2 separate regions of the Mus musculus genome follow, and region 2 is linked to region 1. The links are chromatin contacts, called in public HiChIP or PLAC-seq maps. All regions are on one chromosome and are shown on one strand. Each heading gives the region's core, a stretch centred on a gene start, on an enhancer-like site or on the middle of the called end of the contact. The rest is flanking DNA. Distances are from core to core; before and after follow the strand shown.

Region 1 (3,350 bases), core at 555-3,054:
CAAGCCCCTCTAGACAATGCCACTTTTGAGTAGGTGGTCCAAGTAGTGTAAGATAGATGACTATAACTCTGAAAGCAAGCCAGTAAGCAGCATTCCTCTGTGATTCCTGCCTCCAACTCCTGCCTTGAGCGAGCTCCTGCCCTGGATTCCTGTGATGAGGGGCTAGAATTTGTAGGATAAAATAAACCATTTCCTTCCAAAAGTACTTTTGATCGTGACATTTATCATGACAACAGAAATGAAGCTAGAACACCAATTGTCAAAGACGTCACGGAAGTCATTTTGTCAAATTTCCTCACTTTTTACAGCAAAGACTGAGGCAAAGTAGTGAGCTGAATCAGGGGAGTGTTGTGATGTGGTACCAGGTCTCAGACCCTAATCAGGTATCCTAATTTCAAGTTTAAGGTTATTTCATGAGCCATACCCTTTAGTAAATGCTAGCTGTTTATCAAGATTAAAACGATATTGCTTATAGAATGGGGCTTGGTAAACTACATCAGTAGGGCAAATCTGCCAAAGCCCTGGTTTTGTAAGTAAGACTATACTGAAATGCACTGTTCTGGCTTGTGTATAGCCTGTTGCTAATAGCTGATAAAATGCTGAGGTGCGTACGTGCCATAGAGAACGTACGATGGGCAAAGTCTAAAATTGTTTACTATCTGTCTCTTTATAGCAATGTGTTGCCAACGGCTGCTGCTACAGAAACAAGGAGGAGGGAAACAGATTATTAAAATATCTAGCTTACTATAAATCTTTAGTGAGATTCCTCCAGGGAGACATAAACACTCTCTGACTTAATATGATTGCCCCTCTGCTGGGCTCTCCACATTGCAGATATCCTGAGTATATCAGGATCACAGAGAGCTGAAACATCAGGAAAAAGATAGAATGATCCTGTTTTCTTTGAGATGACTGGTATAAGCAAAGTTGGCTCTACTGTGGATTTTCCATTAAAAATTAGACAGTGGTCCCTAAGATTTAACTCTAAGTATTTCAATAATACTGCACTTATCAGAGTACATTCTGATGACTTGTGTGTGTCGGCCTCCTTATACATAAATTTAGACTTTGCCCTCACTGAAAATTAGTGACCCTTGTGCTGGACAGTTTTATGTCAACTTGATGCAAGCTAAAGTTATGTGAGAGGAGGAACCTCAATTAAGAAAAGAACTCCAGAAGATTAGGCTACAGGCGGGCCTGTAAGGCATTTTCTTAATTAGCGATTGATGGGGGAGGGCCTAGCCCATTGTAGGTGGGGCCATCCCTGGGCTGGTGATCCCGGGTTCTATAAGAAAGCAGGCAGAGCAAGCCTTGGAGAGCAAGGCAGTAAGCAGCACCCTCCAGGGCCTCTGCATCAACCCCTGCCTCCAGAATTCGGCCCTACTTGAGTTCTTATTCTGACTTCCTGTGGTGATGATGAACTGTGATGTGGAAGTGTAAGCAAAAATAAACCTTTTCCTCCTCAACTTGCTTTTTGATCGTGGTGTTTCATCACCACAATAGAAACCTAATTAAGACACTTCTTTTTGCATTATAAGTTCCCAGAATGATACTCAGTAGAGGCTCTATAAACATTGCTGAGTTGTGACTAGAGCTCCCTGATGCTCACTTGAAGAAAATCAGCATAACTTACATTGTTATTTGGCATCTGGCAGTGTGAACAAATGTAAGCCAGTTTACCCTGAGATGGTGGTACATTAATGCAGTGCCACGAGCAAAAGGTGCCAATCCCTAAGATATGACTCAATCTGAAACCACTGTCAAACAAGTGAGTTGGCTTAGAAAGTTCACTATGTAATATCTTCTAACATGGTGAAGTTTGTTAAGACAACAATGACCTTTCTGACTAGTTCCTCTTGTGGTTAAAGACAAGAGTATATTCTCTGAGGAGTTGAGCTGAAAAGCAAAACTCACCTCAGGAGAAAAGAAAACAAATAGCTCTTTTAGAAACAAAAGTACGTTGAACGTTGAACTATTAAACTTTTTAATCTTTCTCTCCTCCCCACCCCTGCCTCCCCAACCCCTCCTCCCCCTCCCTCCCTCCTCCTCCTCCTCCTCCTCCTCCTTCTTTTTCAACTCTTGATGCATGGATAGAATCACTCCAAAGCTAAGATAGTCTTTCTACTTTACTTTGTTTGTAACTCCAAATGTAGAACTGCATATTTAGGGGTATGTTGTGGGATGCAATTTCTATCTATGTTTAGAAATTCAGTGAACATGTTCCAGCAGGGCCTGCAGTCACGAAGCTCCTATAACGCCTTAGCAACCTCGTCCATATAAATAGTTAATGTGACTCATATCACAGAGATCGTTTGTTACATTCCTGTTTTGCCGGTTAGGTTGGTTACATGGTTAAAGACTTGGCAAGGAAACACAGAAACTCTGGACAACGGGTGTGTAGCCACAAAGCAGCTGCATTTGAGGGCATTTCTGAGTAAGCACAGATGTCAGTAGAGTGGCCATAGTGTCTCAAGCCCTACCCGCTGACAAAGCATTGTACCCACCATGGTGCTGCTGGCCTGGCACATCACGAGTTAGCAGCACCTGACATGGGTTAAAATAGTTAACTTTATTCTTCCATTCTTAGTATAACAAAAATTAACTGAAAACAAAATACTCCAATAGGAGCAGTCTGTAAAATGAGAGCAGACAATGGCCTCAGGAAGTCACACTACCTCTTACCCCAGGCTTGTCCAGGCACACGAGGCCTAGGCACCTTCTGATTCAACCACAGTTGAATTTGAATCAGAGCAGTGAGGCTAAGCTTCTGAGGCCTGGGAGTTAAGTGTGGAAATAGGACCAGACAAAGTTGCTCTTGGTGGTACCAAGCTAAAGCCTGGCTACAGCGCATCTTTCTTTGACAGGTAAAGATGATTCAGATGATGCAGCTGCTTCCTTGAAGAGGGCAAGCAGCAGCCCAAGTTCAACTGAAGTTCCACAGCTTTCCAGCTCACTCCCCAATCTGGTTATGTGTGAGCCATGCTGGGTAATTGATTAGCTGTGGAAAAGTAAACTATCTTAGATCATTTTCTTTCCTAGCTATTTTTATCTCCCTATCCTGGGGGAATACAGAAAGAGCTCAAAAGAAAGATGCTACAAACTAAAACTATTTGCATATGCTCCTCCCTAGTCTAAGTGTGGCTTGCAAGACTGATGACTGATGTCATCTTGACAGCTCTTTGCACATAATGAATTCATTCTTTCTTAAATAAAGGTGCCCTTCACAGAAGTGCCATGAAAACAAAAAGACGTGGACTAATCACTGAGCAAACATCCTCTCTTTGTCTACGACATTATTTCTTCACTATTAGGCCTGGATACCTTATCAAAACCTGAGTTCTAGTACCATG
Region 2 (3,350 bases), core at 627-3,126, 480 kb after region 1:
GTATGTGCAGATCGAGGTAACAGCAATTCTGAAGGGCGGGTGCTTGTCTATGTCAGCAGAGCATCTGGTTAACATTTAACACATGTCAGAAGGGCGGGAGACAGGAGAATTGCTAATCTTGTTATGGCTATTTCTTTGAGAACAGCTAATATTATTTTGGTAGCTGCAGGTTTAATCATCCTGAAATGATGTCTCACTTTGTTACAGTTACTGATTTTGTTTTCTGAACATCAAAACTTGTACTGTACTTAAGCCATTAAGGAAACATGGGCCAAAGGTTAAGAACAAGAAGAAGATAAGAAGGGGTAGGAAACAGGACTAGGCAGGGACCCTTTCAGCGAGGCTTGAGGGTCTGGGCGTGATGAAGGTGCACGTAGATCAGATCTCCGACTTGGAACTGGTGGGATGTCTTTGGGGTACCCGGCTCATTCACTGTAGCCAGTTATGACCAGAATTCTTTCTGCACCACCTGCAAGCCTTTTAACTTAGCATACAGATCATTATTACAACAACATGTAGATTTAAACACATCATTTAAGACAGTTATGGGCATGGGAGCCCTATAAACAATCTCAAAAAGAGTAACTAGACTGAATCAAGAGGGAGTATTTCAGTTCCAAATAGGGCAAGGGGAAGGAGCACCAAGTCTACGCCAGTCTCCATGGTTAATTTTGTCAAGGTCTCTTTTAGAGTTCTATTCATTCTTTCTATCTGTCCTGAGCTCTGAGGTCTGTACACACATTGTAATTTTCATTTGCCCTCTAAATACTTGGCCACACCCTGACTTATCTGGGCAACAGAGGCAGGGCCATTATCTGACACTATTGCTTTTGGCACTCTGAAACTTGGAAACATTTCTTCAGTAATCTTCTTGATGACTATCTGAACAGTCTCATTTTTACAGGGAAAAGCTTCTATCCATCTTGAGTACGTTCACAAAACCCAGAGGGTATTCATATACATATTTTTCTCAGTAAAGTCTATTTCCCAGTAGACACCGGGTCTGTCTTCCCAGTGTCTTTTCCCTGGATCTACTATAGTGTGGCAGACATTGACTCTTTGGCAGGACACACACTTGTGCACCACCTGTTCCACAAGGTGTTTTAAACCTGGTACATGGTACTTAGGCTTGGAGAATGTCTGGATGAGCTTGCTTACCTCTAAGTGAGTCCACTGATGCATCTGTTTGATCACAGCTTCTGCTTGTCTTTGTGGCAGGATTTTCTTTCCCTGGAGGTGTATCACAGTCTCTTATTTTTGCTGAACTGGTGACTGGAATCTTTGGAAATGAGGGCTAAATCCTCTGCTACGTAGGCAAACTCGGGCTCCATTGCCAGGAGCACCAGCAGGGCCATGGTTGTAACTGCTTGTGCTTCTCAGTCTGTCATGTTGTTGCCCCTTGTTATCATGGTATCTCTCTTCTGGTGCCTAGGACAGTGGATGATGTTTACCTTGGCAGGGTCATGGAGGGCCTCAGTAGAGCCAGCATTTCTTCTTTGTTTTTATTTTCTTTTTCTTCCCGGTGTCAGTAGACTCCTCTGTTGATATATGGTCCCATAGACATGAGCTGTGGCAAAAGCATACCTGCTATCCATGTAGATGTTGAGTCTTTTGAGCCGATGTGTCCTCTGGCAGGGCCTGTCCAGCTACCACAGCTGCTCCAGTATGTTTTTTTTTCTCTTCTTCTAGATAGCTGTTCCAGTCTATGAACCAGGTAACATCTGCACCCTCTAGTAACTGGTCTGTCAGATCTCCATGTCACCTATGCGTCTCAGCAAGAACCTGCTGAAAGTCTGGGTCTGGGAGCAGGGTAGCTGAGTTCAGACTTGCGGGAGGCAAAAGTGACTCTATCAGAGTTGAACAACAGAGTCTGGCAATGAGTCATGCGAGCGTTAGTCAGCCATCGATCAGGGCGCTTAAACACACTTTCTAGGGCATGCAGCACTGAGATTACCAGGTTCTGTCACAAAGCCAATATATCTGCGTCCTTGACCAGTAATGTTATAGTAGCCACGGTGTGCAAGCAAGCAGGCCATCCCACTGTCACAGGGTCTAATTTCTTAGATAAGTGTGCCACAGGTCTTTTCCAGGGCCTCAATCTCTGAGTAAGAACCCCTTTGGCAATATCTTTGTTCTCAGTCACATCTGGGAGGCCTAACGCTGAAGCCAACATTAGGGCAGTCTTAATGGCATCAAAGGCCTATTGTTCATTATTTTCCATACGAACGGCTGTTTTTAATTCAACAAAACCTGGAATCCACAGTCTGCAAAAGTCCACAGTGCTCAGGAACTTCTCTAACTTGATTTGAACTGGTCGGTGGGGGGAATATGAAACACAGTCTCTTTTCTAGCTGCTTCGGCAGGTAGGCCACAGGCCTCTTCCAAGGACTCGGCTTCTGTGTTAGCACCCCCTTTTGCTATCCCTTTACTTTTAGCCACAAACAGGTGGAAGGGTTTGGTCACGAGGCAGGGGGGGGGGGCTCCTCTTCTTTTTGTTGGGGCAGTCTCTCACCCAGTGCCCTTTTTCTTTACAGTAAACACATTGATCTTTAGCCAAAAGCTTTCTGTAGTTGCCAGGTACTATCTAAGTTCTCTAGTTTCTCTGACTATTGTGGCTAGCATCTTCTCTTATTCCTTTTTAATTCCCTGGCTCCCTGTTCCTTATAGATCATTTCTAAGTGCTAGCATTATCAGCATGTGCCAGTTTGCTGAGCTGTAGTCTTTCTTATTTACCTCTTTGCTGCTGTTTCCTAACTGTAATGGAGATCTCATACAATGCTCTCTCTCTCTCTCTCCATAGATAGATAGATAGATAGATAGATAGATAGATAGATAGATAGATAGATAGATAGATAGATAGATGTAGATGTAGATGTAGATGTAGATGTAGATGTAGATGTAGATGTAGATGTAGATGTAGATGTAGATGTAGATATATCTTTTTGTTTCTCCTCCTTGTCTTTGCTTCCTTTGGATGTTATCTAATTATCACGTCCCTATCCTATCACTTATCTTCTCTCATAGTTCACCTCTACCCTGTTTTATCCTTCTGTCTCACTGCACATCTCTGATTCTGAATCTGGTCTCTGTCTTTGTCAGCCTCATGTTTCCTCAACTCTTCCTCTTGCCTGTCTCTTACTTACTGGTTCCTCTTCTAAATATTTCTCATTCAGAATATTGCTCCCATTTCAGACCTCTCTAATCTCCTTCATCTCTATTTTCACTTCTCCTCACTGTTAACCTCTCTATTTGCCACTGTCATCCATCTCTCCTGAGTCTGCTGAAGCTTTGCTCTTAACTCACTTCCCTCCAGACCTCTATCCTTCCTTCGTTTCTCCTCCTCTGCACTT

What was found. HiChIP or PLAC-seq counts read pairs in DNA pulled down with a chosen protein or histone mark.
Region 2: a contact with region 1 is called in a FOXA1 HiChIP or PLAC-seq map of pancreatic cancer cells. The contact joins two enhancer-like sites. A contact is called at or near these places in 1 of 115 datasets of contacts at active chromatin or transcription factors (pancreatic cancer cells) and 2 of 9 other capture datasets (adipose tissue and embryonic stem cells).

What each region holds. Positions count from the first base shown.
Region 1 is chr1:53,843,712-53,847,061 of GRCm38.p6, forward strand. All of the region lies in intron 21 of Hecw2 (HECT, C2 and WW domain containing E3 ubiquitin protein ligase 2), which reads right to left. Among named protein-coding and RNA genes, the nearest start is that of Mir7681, 4.0 kb to the right of the region's middle. Within about 2 kb of position 1,805, at least 102 of the 459 cell types and tissues checked have an H3K27ac peak or open chromatin away from gene starts, as enhancers often do. A contact at or near this core is called in pancreatic cancer cells, where this site is marked.
Region 2 is chr1:54,321,260-54,324,609 of GRCm38.p6, forward strand. The region is part of intron 15 of Ccdc150 (coiled-coil domain containing 150); the gene reads left to right. Among named protein-coding and RNA genes, the nearest start is that of Ccdc150, 72 kb to the left of the region's middle. Within about 2 kb of position 1,877, at least 2 of the 459 cell types and tissues checked have an H3K27ac peak or open chromatin away from gene starts, as enhancers often do. A contact at or near this core is called in pancreatic cancer cells, where this site is marked.